Linked DNA regions of Mus musculus: region 1 is linked to region 2. A link is a contact called in public HiChIP or PLAC-seq data. All regions are on one chromosome and are shown on one strand. The core of a region is the stretch at or near the end of the contact, and the rest is flanking DNA. Distances in the headings are between cores, read along the strand shown.

Region 1 (6,166 bases), core at 368-2,867, 140 kb before region 2:
TAAAGTCAAATTTTCTAAAATGGTCCCCCTGCCCCAACTACCTCTCATTCCTTTGCTTCGTGTTTCATTTCTCTAGGTAGCCACACAAGTGCAATTTGCCAAAGTGTCCAACAGCCTTTCCTCTCTGGCATATTCTAACAGGAATAGTCTAAAGAAAACTAATCTTCAAGCTACTCATCAAACTTAAGGACAAAAGAACTGTAGGTGGGTAGTAGTAAATCCTTCTTTTACTGGTTAAAGGCGTTCTTGCTAACTTACTAATTCATAGGGAAACAAAGACAACTTATTAGGAATATAACTTCTAGAAATTGTTTTATTTAATTGTTTTCTTTAAATATTATCAACACATTAAAGTAAACCTTAAAGTTTATCTATATCCTACCCATTCCTCCATGCCTTCCTACTTTCATCCTGCAGATTTTACAAAATAGGAACTAAGTGTGGACTTCTTCATTTTGAAAAAATCAAAACACCTAATATAACCAAATATTTCAAAGTTCCATTCTTAGGTCACAGTTTCTCATCTGTATTAGCTAAGAGTGAATTTATTTATAACATATTCAGTACAGATCAATACATAGCAAATTCACAAGTAGATCAAAGACTCCAAATTTAAAACCCAAAACACTATAACTGCTAGAAGACAGCATGGGCACACATAGACCTCTAGGACATAGGTATAGGAAAGAACTTTCTGAATGGGACTCCATTTGCCTAGAAATTAAGACCAATAATTGACGACTAGACCTCACAAAACTAAGCAAGGAAGAAGCCATCCACAGATAGGAGAGAATCTGCTAGTATCCATCTGACAGAGGACTAACATACAGAGTATACAAAGAACTAACAGAACAAAGAGTCAAGCAAACAAATGACACGACTGAAAAATATGCTAGAGCTCTAAACATTTCTCAGTAGAAAAAATAAAGCTGGCTGAGACATACCTCAAAAATTTTTTATCATACTTGGTGATTAGGGAAATGCAAATTAAAACTACTTTGAGATTTCATCTTACCTGTTATAATGACTAAGATTAACGAAACAGCTGATAACAAATTCTGGTGAAGCTGTAGAGAAGAGGAACCCTCATTCACTGTCGGTAGGGATGTAAATTGTTAGAGTCATTCTGGAAGCCAGTTTGGGAAGTCCTTAAAGAACTAAAAATGAATCTTCCACATGATCTGGTCTAACTCTTTGGCATATGCCAAAAGGACTTGACATTCCCCTTCACAGGCACTTGCTCAGCAGTGTTCAGAGCAGTCCTAGTCACAATAGCCAGGAAATGGCAACGACCTCAATGGCCTTCAACAAAACAATGGATAATGAGAAGTGGCACACATACACAATGGCATACTCTTCAGCTCTAAGAAAGGAACTCAGGATTTTCAGATAAATGGGTAGCAAAAGATTATACTGAGTGAGACAACTCAGACCCAGAAAGACAAATACTCCATGCTCTCTCTCTCATCTGTGGTTCCTAGCATCAAGTCCTCAGAAAGGAGTAGAAAACATGGAGTAACTACAGAAACCAAAAGAACCAAGGAACCACAGTGTGGGGGAGGTAAAGGGGTAGCAGGATACAGATGATGTGAAACAGGAAGAGGAGGCACAGGGAGCGGGTTACACCTCCAACTGGGTGGGAGGGAGGTGGTTAGTACAGAGGGAGGAGGAACAAGGACACATAACACCAAGATTGTTTGAGAAAGCATCAAGGAATTGTATTATTTTATATTTACCTAAGGTTATACATGGTTCATAAGTATATGTGCACGCACATAATATACATATTTATTGGAGGAAGCCAAGCCATTTGTGATTAGCTCAAGAACTACAGTCTAACAAAAAACCAAGAGCCAGGTATAAGAAACCCTCCTTTTGATAGGCTGGTAAAGATCTGAAAGTCTCCTTCCTGTGGTTCCAGAATACACTATGAAAGATGTTACAAAAGAGATGTAATTAAACAGCTGTAATACGTATGAACCATGACAATAACCATCCTGACAAGACACACAGAAAGGCGCAATAAGTGGCACCCCCATGTCAGTGGCAGTCAACAGTTGTCTAACAATCTTCTGACACAGAAATCGAGAAAATAATTTTTGTTTTTTATGCTGTTAATTTTTGAGTAACTTTAGAGAAACTAGTTACATGACAGTGTAAAGCATATGTAACTACTGTGGTGAATGGAACACTCTCAAGGCCCACACAACAGGAGGGAAATCATGCCTGGTATTAGAAATCTATCTAGCTTCTGGGCTAGTGAGGTCTTGGGTCTTAGAAAATAATCTAGTGTTGCTACCTTCTTAGACCAGAGAAATCCTTACTACAGTCTAAATCTATATTCAAGTGTAGCTAGCACCCCAAATCCAAGAAGCTTCTCTTTACAGCAAATGGAAATCAACACAGAAAACCACACTGGACACAGTGCAGAGATTAACAGATGGTGGGGAGCCCAGTGCCAAAGGATACAGCTACATCACTCTTCCTTCATCTATAGGAAGCATAATGGAAGAGAGAAGAAAATTTTGAGAACCAGAATAACAGGAGGTCGGTGAGAAAACTTTAAGAGCCAGAATACCAAGAATTCAGGTGTGAAGCATCTCTCCTAGAAATGGCTGCATAAACAAGGCCAGAACAATGGCAGTATCAATGGACATTAACTTGGGAGGGAAATCTCTTGGGGTCCCACCCCTAGACAAAGAACACATAGTGACTATTGAGAGAGGGATCATTAGTCTCTCTCAGTGATAAGCACCCTTATTGGTTGTCCAAAACCAAATGGTCAACCCTGAAACCACATATATACAAACAGCAAAATGTACTAAAAAAGTAGACACACACACACACACACACACACACACACACACACACACACACACACACATACACACACTGTAATAATAATCAAGAAAAAAGAGGTTATCGACTTGAGAAAGGGGAGCCTGTGAGGGGCTCTGGGGAGGGTAGTTGGAAAGGGCTGGAGGGAGAAACAGGAGGAGGGAAAGGGATAAAGTCATTTTAATTAAAAACATTTTAAAAAGAAAAATAAGTATGAATGTAAAAAGAATAGATTTCTTGTCTAAACATTCAGTTTCTGCTAGCCCTGTGGATTGAAGATAACATAAAAGAAAAAGAAAAATTTAAAACGTAGTTTAATTTATTTCTATTAAATGCTTACAACATAAGAAATGAAATTCATGAGCTATTCAAAGAATTAAAATATGACTTTCACATAAATCTCACTAGTGTCACTGACAAGGATAATGATGATACGTCACTGAATTTATAATTATTCCTTACCCAGAGATTATTTCTTTAGACCTTGTTCCATGGTCTGTCCACAAATACAGTACAATTGGTGCAGCATTATTAATTCTTTGGAAATAAGCTAGCCAAGCAAAGAAAGTTGAAGGAAAAAATAGAAAACAATTTAAATCTAGGATTATTTTTCTATAGTACTATTTAACTCAGTTTAGAGTTTTCTTACTTTTTTAAAACCTATACTTCATTAAGTACTTATGATACGAGGGGGATGGGAAACTAGTAGGAAGCCTGGAGAGATGGCCCATCAGAGCTCTTATGTGTCACTGTGAGGACTGGAGTTCTGGTCTTAGTACTCAATAGCAAGCAGAGTGCCTGTATCTATCTATAACTCCAACACTAAGGGTGGTGGAGACAGGATGGCTAGGACTTGTTGACTTTCAACCTAGCAGAAAATGTGCATCCCAGATCCAGCGAACACTCCACTTCTGGGGCTGGGGGGGAGGGGGATGGTTCAATAGTTAAATTCATTTGTTGCTCTTTCAGAGGACCCAAGTTTGATTCCCAGCACCTACACAGTAGTTCTGACTTCCATGGGCAGCAGGCACACATGTGGTGCATATGAAGGCATGCAGGCAAAACACTCACAAGCATAAAACTCACAAATAAACTTTGAAAAGACCAAGCCTCAAATGAATTAGGTAGAGAGTGATAGTGGAGGACACTTGGTACTCTCTCCTAGTTCTGTGAGCAAGTAGCAGGCACATATACCCATACATACAAAGAGCATACTAACATACAGACACACACCAACAAATAAATCTTTAAAAAACACTAGGAAAGACGAAGCTTAAGGGTTATTTTAAATATAAGTCATGCTATTTAGGAGGATATATCATGTTTGCAGATAGAGAACTGTATTTAGAATTCTAGTGGTGGGGGCTGGAGGAAGATGGCTTAGTAGTAAATTGTGTATACCGTTCTTGCAGAGGACCTGAGTTTGGTCCCTAGCACCTTCTCTACATAGCTCACAAGCAACTGTGACCCCAGTTCAAGGTGATTTACTGCATTTGGCCTCCATGAGCATCTGCTTACATGTGCACATATCCACATATAGGCACATAGATATACATAATTAAAAATAACATGATAGAGGCTAGAGAACGATTAAGTGGTAAAGAGCACTTACTGCTTTTATACGGAACCTGGGTTTAATTCCCAACACCCACATGGTGGCTCACGACTATTTGTAATTAGTTCTAGGAGATCTGATACACCTTCTGACCTCTGAAGGCATTGCACGCATATGGTGCACACATAAAATTAATTAAAAAAAAACTCTTTAAAAAAATTTCAGTGATGAGTCATTGCCTCAGGAAGAAAAAAATGAAATATATTGTATATCAGCATTTAAATGCTACTTTCTGAAGAATCAATGTTAGAGGTGAAAAAATATATTCTCTGCCTTCTTCCCATGTTCTACCCATTCAAATTGCGTGAGCATATAAACTAAATAATCTATTACTCTGTGAAGTCTGATGGCTTAAAAGTGAGACTGACAGCACTTCCTACCTTTGATTGCTTATCTCTCAGTGTTCCTAGTTTCACTTTATCATGTGGTTCATCAAGGGTCAAATTATTCTTCCTTCTGTCACTGTCTTCAAGCAAAGGTACATAGCCATAACTGTTATCTGCAAGACAAAACACTTGTACATCAGTAGAAAGCCTTGGAAAAATAATTATAATAAAAATGAAGACAGACATGGTGGCCCAAGCCTTTGATCCCAGCACTCTGGGAAGCAGAGAGAGGCAGATCTCTGTGAGTTTGAGCCCAGCCTGGCCTACATAGTAAGTTCCAGGACAGCCAGGGCAACGTGGTGAGACCTTGTCTCAAACAAAACAAAACAAAACAAAACAACAACAACAAAACAACCAACCAACCAACCAAACAAACAAAAACACAATCTCAGTAATTTCAAAGAATATATTGTAAGTTCTAGTTTTATAATAATTTTTATAATATTTACCGTGGCAAGTTGCCTACTTATTGAGTTCTTCTTACCACTAAACACTTATTTTCCCATTAATTTTTTGTTTGTTTGTTTTGTTTTTTTCAACGCAGGGTTTCTCTGTTATAGCCCTGGCTGTCCTGGAACTCACTTTGTAGACCAGGCTGGCCTTGAACTCAGAATTAGCAACCCAGGATTCCAGCCTACAAAATATTTGAATATCCACTTCCTCATTTCCTACAAGTTTCAATTAAACAAGCATAATGTATAGCTGTACTATGATTCTTGCTTGTACTATGATTCTTATCTCAAGATAAAAAAGAAATACTTAGATTTTATCTTTTCTCTAAAGTTAGCAGAAATATATAAAAAGAAAAGAAACGAGTACCTCGACTAGAATCCACGAGAAGTAGCTGTGATTTCAGCCTGTCAATTAGGTTTTGTTGAAATGACAGCTGTTCCTGTTGCTCGCGTATTCTTTGTTCATAGTTCTCAGTCTGCTGACAAAAAAAACCAAACCCAGTTAGCCTAATACTCAATGACAGATGCATTGACTTCTATTAATAAGCACAGAAGCTTCCTATCCCAGCCAGGTAACTGAAAAATCTATTCACGAGTTACTGACTCCATTATAGTTAGTATCAGTGACTTAAAACAATTAGAGCAATAGACAACTTTAAAAAAAATGTCTTATTTAAAGAAATTCCAGTCAACAGTTTGACACTATTTTTTTTTTTTTGTCTTTCAGTAAAGATAAAAATTATAATTTGAAATTTAATACTTGTAAATAAGAAAAAAGCATGAATGATAAAGTATGTGCTACATTAAAGTTATGTTTTAAAAATACAAACCAGTCCTAAAACAAAATTTTATGTCTTAAACACTGAATTTAATTT
Region 2 (6,598 bases), core at 4,075-6,574:
ATAGCCTATAATTCTACGAGTTAAGTATTTTACTATCTGTGAGGGATGGTTATTTGCTTTTACATGTTGTGTCTCTGCTTTATTATCCTAGGGATTGTTTCATTTTAATATATATATTAATATATATTATGTTTCAATAGTATATATTGTTTCATTATATATGTGTGTATATATATATATGTGTGTGTGCATATATATATACATATATATACACATAGAGAGAGAGAGAGAGAGAGAGAGAGAAGACATTTTACTTACTCAGCAATTTCTTAGTATTATACTGTACTGATGCATCTTGATCTACCCAATTTCAAAGAATATTTATGTTCTTTCAGTTTTTTTGTTATATAGGCAATCCTGCAATCCTGAAAATTATATTTCTCTCTCTCTCTCTCTCTCTCTCTCTCTCTCTCTCTCTCTCTCTCTCTGTTCCTTTGCCTGTGCCAGGGGTAGGAAAGGTAAACCAAAGGCAGAATTTGATTTTCTCATAGGCAATGATTTAATTTTATGTTATTAGCATATAACATTTAAGCTTGCTTTTGCACTCAAGTTTTTATTTTTTTTTTCATACAATTATCTAACTCCAGGTAATATAGTCAAATAAGACACGGTTTCAGAACCTCAAAGAATTAAATGGCAGCTGTTTAGAAAGTATCACCTTTGTAAAACTTGTTTACCACACCTAAAATTGAACCCTAGAGAGAAAGTCAAATGTTCTAGACCCATCTACCCATACCCTGAAAATTTCCATAACTTCAAAACACAATATTTTCATCCCCAAATTAGATTATCAAGTAAAGTTCTGGTAAAAATATCACCAGGCATAATCGCAGCAATATGTGCTGGAGATGAACAGTCACCAGAGTCAAAACAGAGATGCACTTCATTAAAAGGCTCAGGGGAAGATAACTTGTAAATTGGTCGTTACATAACCGACTGTATTAAGTAAGCTTATGTAAGCTTACATACATCTGTAAACTGGAAAATTCCTGCCTCAGACTTAAGAAGATAACCCGGACGATTTAGAAAACCTTACACAGTTAGGAATAATTAAAGAAACTGCACAAGGTTTCATGTTTGTAACGTGAGAAATACATCTCCTTCTGGCAAGTGCAGGAGGGGAAGGGTTAAACTATCACTCCTCTCTGGCAATTTCTTATCACTTGTGTAGGATTGCTAAATGTCAAAAAAGTGTTTATTTTATTTATTTATTTATTTTTTTTGCTAACAGTATAAAACCGAGCATACTGTGAGACATAAGGTAGCAGGTGTCTTGGCTCTAAACTATCAAGTCTGTGGGCATTCTGTTGTAACAGGTGCTCCAAAAAATTCGAACAGATTTTAACCAGCGCTGTACGGGCTTTTTAATTAGCCTGGTTATTCAGTATGTGTAAAAAAGCATTAGGTAGATGCTTAAAACATCATAGGATCTAAACACAAATGCTGCACACAGTCACTCTCTCTTTCTTTCTGGCTCCGTTTTGCTTTCTGCTCTTACATTTGATGTATGTATTTCCTTTGTCAGAGAACTTCCCCCACTGAGGCAGGAACGTGACAAAAAACTATCACTATTGTTAGTAACCACCAAGGAGATCTGGAAAGATGTCTTGTGATCACATAGATACCATACAGCTCCGAATTAGCTCAAGCTAGTTATGTATAAGGAGACAGGCTAATCCTCTTCAAAATAGTGTCATTATACAGTTATATGCCTCATAAGTTGATCGTTGCCAGAAAGACTTTACTCTCAATTTCTACAGCATGTAATAGGATTTTATTTGGGATTGAGGTTTAGAATTGGGGGAGGGGTATAAATATCTATGACATTCATCATGCCTTCTCCTTCTATTTTTACATGCTAATGTCATATTTAATCCTTATAACCTAACTTCACAACATTCATTGATCTATAAATATTTACTGAAATCTATTATGCAGGGAGAGAGAGTGAGAGTGGGGGGAGGGATGACATAGAGAATAAAGCAGGGTTTCTAAGCATCATGGGCCTATAACCCCACTACTTAACTATTTAGGAGGTAGAGACTGGAGGATCTGGAGTTCAAGGCTGACCTGAACTACATAGCATGTTTGTGGTCAACCTGATTTTCATGAGGATGTCTCAAAAAAAAACCCAAACCAAACTAACTAAACAAAACTATGCGCACACATTACAGAGTAGAATATTTTTCAGAACTTCATAGCATTGTGAGCACAGCATACCATGGGACTTGAAAGCACGGGGCAAATGACATTTGAGGAAATGGAACCAAGTTTCTCAGAAACATGTGACATTTAATTTTGGTCTAGAAAGAGTAGACTCTTGAGGCCATCCCCAGCAGACTATATATATGAATATGCAGACAATGACAAAGAAGAGATCATGAATTTGGAGAGCACAGAAGGTTTGGGGGAAGGGAAGTAAGGGGCAGGAATGATGTAGAGGCATCATGTATGTATGAACTCATTTTTAAAAACTACCATAAACGAAGGATGATAGAACAGGGGGAAAAATAGAAGAAAGCATTGCATCTTCTGAAGCTGAGACTACAGATGGTTGTGAGCCACCTCGTGGGCTCTGGGGACTGAGTTTGGGTCTCTGCAAGAGCAGCGAGTGCTCTTAAATGCTGAGGCACCTCTTTAGCTCATACGTTTGTTTTGAGATGAGCGAATGGGACAGTACCAGCCGCTGGTGTTCGACACTGCACCATGCTTGATGCCGTGGGCTTTGCCCACTTCACAACAATTTGAGCTCAGACATATGCAGTACCAAGAGTGGCATTTACCATAGCATGCACGACATCTTTGATTCTAAACCCAAGCAGGATCTTGTTGGATCCGACCTTTAAGTATAATTCTCACAGGGGGCAAAAACTGAATAAAGTCCAAGCCATTGTTTTTGGTTTTGAATACAAGCATACATGTAGTGTATACATAGATATGTTGCATACATCTGTGTGTACTTTTTTTTTTTAATTTGAGAGTAATTGAGGGATTCATTTTATTTTAAAGGATGAATAGAGGAAAAAGTTGAAAAAGCCATTTAAGGGGTAAAAATTAATGGGATTGGAAAACATCGATCTAAGTCGAATCCCCCCATTTCTCCCTCTGCACTGCACTCTGGTTTTATAGGTGAGCTTATTTATGCACGCATTAACTCCCTCAGCTATAAGCAAATCCAAATGGCTTGGAGAGTAGCAACAAGACCGGAAGTCGTGCTGGCATTGAGCTTTGAGCAGGAACGCATCCTTCAGGCTGCTGTACCCCACCCCCACCCCACCCTGAGCTGTCCAGGCAGAATCTTCTGGAACAGCACCTACCGGCGTCTTAATCCCTCACAATTATGGATTTATGTGTGAATCTTGGCAGCCTCAGAAAGAAGAGGGCTCAGAAGGAAGGAGAACTGTTTATCTTTTAAATGGTTTGACTGTTGGTTTACCTGGTTTCACAAGGAGACATGTGACACAGACTTGATTGCCGGCTCTCAGCCATCTCCTCTCATACTAGAAGTGGCCTGGAGTCTGGAAGCCAAGTCATGCACTCAACATATGTTTTGAAAACTGACTGACAGAAATGACGCATGTACGTGTGGCTTCGGGAACCGAACCCGGAGCCATGCACTCTGTCACAGAGCTAGCCTCTCAATTTTTCTATACATGAAGCAGTGAAATATTTCCCCAGGGCCTGGCACAGCCAGGCACAGCAGACAGGAGTTCTCATTTCTCTTGTAGAGGATCCAGTTTGGTTCCTATCACTCATATGGCACGAAACCAATCTTTGGCTTGAGTTCCAGGGTGCTGACGCCCTCTTTTGGCCTCTTAGGGCACCAGGCATGCATGCATGTGATGCACACACATACATGCAGACAAGACACTAAGGAACATAAAATTAAAATTAATAAATGAATAAACAAATAAATCTTTATGGAGCTAGAGAGGTGGCTTACTGGTCATGAGCCCTGGCTGCACTTCCAGAGGTCCTGGGTTCAATTCCCAGCGTCCACATGACCTCTCACAACGACCTGTAACTTCAGTTCCAGGGGATCCGATGCCCTCTCTGGCCCCCTTGAGTAGCAGACAGGATCGTGGTGCACAGATATCATGTAGGCAAAACATTTGTACACATAAAATAAAAATCAATAAACCTTAAAAAATATTTTTGCCTTGCCGGATTCTGTGCATCACACTGATAAATGTATTAACTTTGGGGGGGGGGTATCTTTAAAAAGTTTCTTTATAGTAAAAGCTTGTATAAAGACATGTTATTCTTTCAACCACTGTAGCTATAAAATGGTACAATACACGCAACAGTCCATTCTTTCTCCTTGGATGGTTTGTCTGGGAGACGATCACTACTTATTATTTTTTTAAACCGAGAGTTGACTGATTATATCCTTTGCAACACCAAGCTGGTCCTCTTTTTCTTCATGATTTCTAGAAATCTCTAATAGGAAGTTGCAATGTCTATTCTAAATGGATATGAATGATTTTAAAATTGAAAACTTAAACATAAAATTTTATTTTTAATCTTCTAGAAGGATAAGTTGACTTTCATGAAAAATTATTGCTTAATATAATTCATTACACTTAATCACACACGATTTAATATCTCATATTATGAACCGGAAGAAGGTTATGTTCAGAGACTAGCAAGGTACCTTGCCACTTAGGACTTCAACATGTTTATCTACATGTTGATTCATTTTTTTATGTTTAGAATTTCTTTGAATAAGCACTCAGAAATGCAAGATTTCAATTCTTGTCTGGCGTTCAAAGGCCAAGAAGATTTTTACTGGTCTAAGTGCAGGAAGCTGTTGGCTACCTTCCTTCTATTCCAGAGGAAACTAGACCTGCAGTACTGAGAAGCCACCACAAGAGGGGGCATGTCTCCTGGAAATGTGAGGATTTCGACTGGTTTTCAGACTAAGGCTGCCGGCATTTTGGAGGTGTTCTCCTAGGTCAGCAATGAACACTGTATGTGTAAAGAGAGGGCAATGATTATGCGTCAGTCATTGTTTACCTCGGAGAAAAACCAGCACTTTGCTGCTTGGCATTTTGCAGTCAGGCTGAGAACAGGCCAGCCAGGATGAAGGGAGACCACAGCATCACTCAGCCCATCTTTGCTGGCTCGATTGCAAATGTGGTAGCCAGAGAAAACCAAAACATCAAAAATGACTAAGAGGGGGATTAGAGGTGCATCTCTTCTATGTTTGAAAATGTCAGAATGAGGCTTCATTTGCATGTCGAATAGCATATTCCTGTTTGAACCCTGTCTGCCTCGCTGAAGATACCACGCAGGCTGGCAAGGTGCCCCTTTGCAAAGGGCTTGCACAGTCCCTACATTAGGCAGGAAACCAACCACTTTGCTTTGGTGTCAGCACAGCTGTTAGCGCCTTCACCTCAACATCTGGCAGCGGTTGGCTAACAGGAGGCTTGTCTTTTGTTGGGACAAACTGCTCCTTAGCTTGAGTGATAGTACTGGAAAATCCATGCAGGACAAATGGAATCTGAGGCTGGCCTTTATAATTCTCAGATGGTAAAGAAACACCACAACTGCTCAGTTGCTGAATGAGAATCCAAAGTGTTCGTAGAGAAATTGGCTCTGTAACAACCACACGCGATGTCATAGCGCTTGCAAGAGGAGGCAGAAGGATTAGGAATTCAAGGTCATTCAACTATGTAGCAGTTTCAAGAGAAGCCTAGGCAAGCCTCTGTCTCAAAAATAAAATAAAATATATTTGCTCAATTAGAGAAACAGAAACACATTGTTCTGTGTGTGCTGAAAGTGGGTTCTAGCTTATTCTTGTGGATAGGCACGACGCGAATGCTTTGTCCAGGCCGTCAGAGCAAGCTGCCCTGTCTCATGCTGAAAGAGGCCATTTGTCAACAACACAGTGCCTGAGCCAGATGAACACCCTCGGTGACCATGTGTCTCATCATGTTATGATTTTTTCAAGAAGAAAATAGCCAGAAAATAACAACAACAACAACAAATACCAACCCTTCTCCAGATCAAAAGAACAGAATTAGGAAATTTAGGGACTTGAGTGGAATTTTGGTAAGAGACACAGTTCACGTCCGTGGGAACCGCCAACTATATTTTCCCATTTCACTATTATAATGAACATTTTCAGGTGATTGATAACACAGGAATCTCATTTATGCTTCGGGCTATTTTGAGTGTTTTTTTTTAAATTAGTTAATTAATTAATTAGCTAATTTTGTGCATGCTCGCATGCCCTGGCATGCCTGTGGAAGTCAGAGAACAAACATATTTTTAACCAATTCTCTCCTAACACCTTGTGAGTCCTGGGAATCAGAAAGGGGCTGTCAAGTTTGGCGCAGTTGCCTTTACATGCGGAGCCATCTCACAAGCCCAATTTTGAGTCCTTACACTATAGGGCTGAGTTATACTCAGAGAGTGAGCTGCATGTCATGTGGATTCTGTAAAACCACATGTGGAGAAGACACTTCAACAAACTAGTCTCTGCTCTTCCCTCGATTTTTTTTTCTTTTTTTCTCTTCTCTCTCTCTCTTTTTTTTTTCTCAGAATGTCTCACACAACAGCCAAATATACCTCTGCAAAAACAGAATATAAGTGC

The links. HiChIP or PLAC-seq counts read pairs in DNA pulled down with a chosen protein or histone mark.
Region 1: an H3K27ac HiChIP or PLAC-seq map of regulatory T cells shows a contact between it and region 2, with 2.8 times the contacts expected there. The contact joins two enhancer-like sites. A contact is called at or near these places in 6 of 39 promoter capture datasets (the 3T3-L1 cell line, embryonic stem cells, hippocampal neurons and 2 more), 2 of 15 datasets of contacts at CTCF or cohesin (the G1E-ER4 cell line and the NIH/3T3 cell line), 2 of 484 Hi-C or Micro-C datasets (CD8 T cells and the G1E-ER4 cell line), 1 of 115 datasets of contacts at active chromatin or transcription factors (regulatory T cells) and 2 of 9 other capture datasets (adipose tissue and liver).

What each region holds. Positions count from the first base shown.
Region 1 is chr2:61,626,507-61,632,672 of GRCm38.p6, reverse strand. Tank (TRAF family member-associated Nf-kappa B activator) reads right to left here. Exons shown (of 8, transcript NM_001164072.1): 3 at 5,659-5,767; 4 at 4,834-4,952. Among named protein-coding and RNA genes, the nearest start is that of Tank, 36 kb to the right of the region's middle. Within about 2 kb of position 1,617, at least 14 of the 459 cell types and tissues checked have an H3K27ac peak or open chromatin away from gene starts, as enhancers often do. A contact at or near this core is called in regulatory T cells, where this site is marked.
Region 2 is chr2:61,492,842-61,499,439 of GRCm38.p6, reverse strand. No RefSeq gene overlaps it. Among named protein-coding and RNA genes, the nearest start is that of Gm33841, 37 kb to the left of the region's middle. Within about 2 kb of position 5,324, at least 44 of the 459 cell types and tissues checked have an H3K27ac peak or open chromatin away from gene starts, as enhancers often do. A contact at or near this core is called in regulatory T cells, where this site is marked.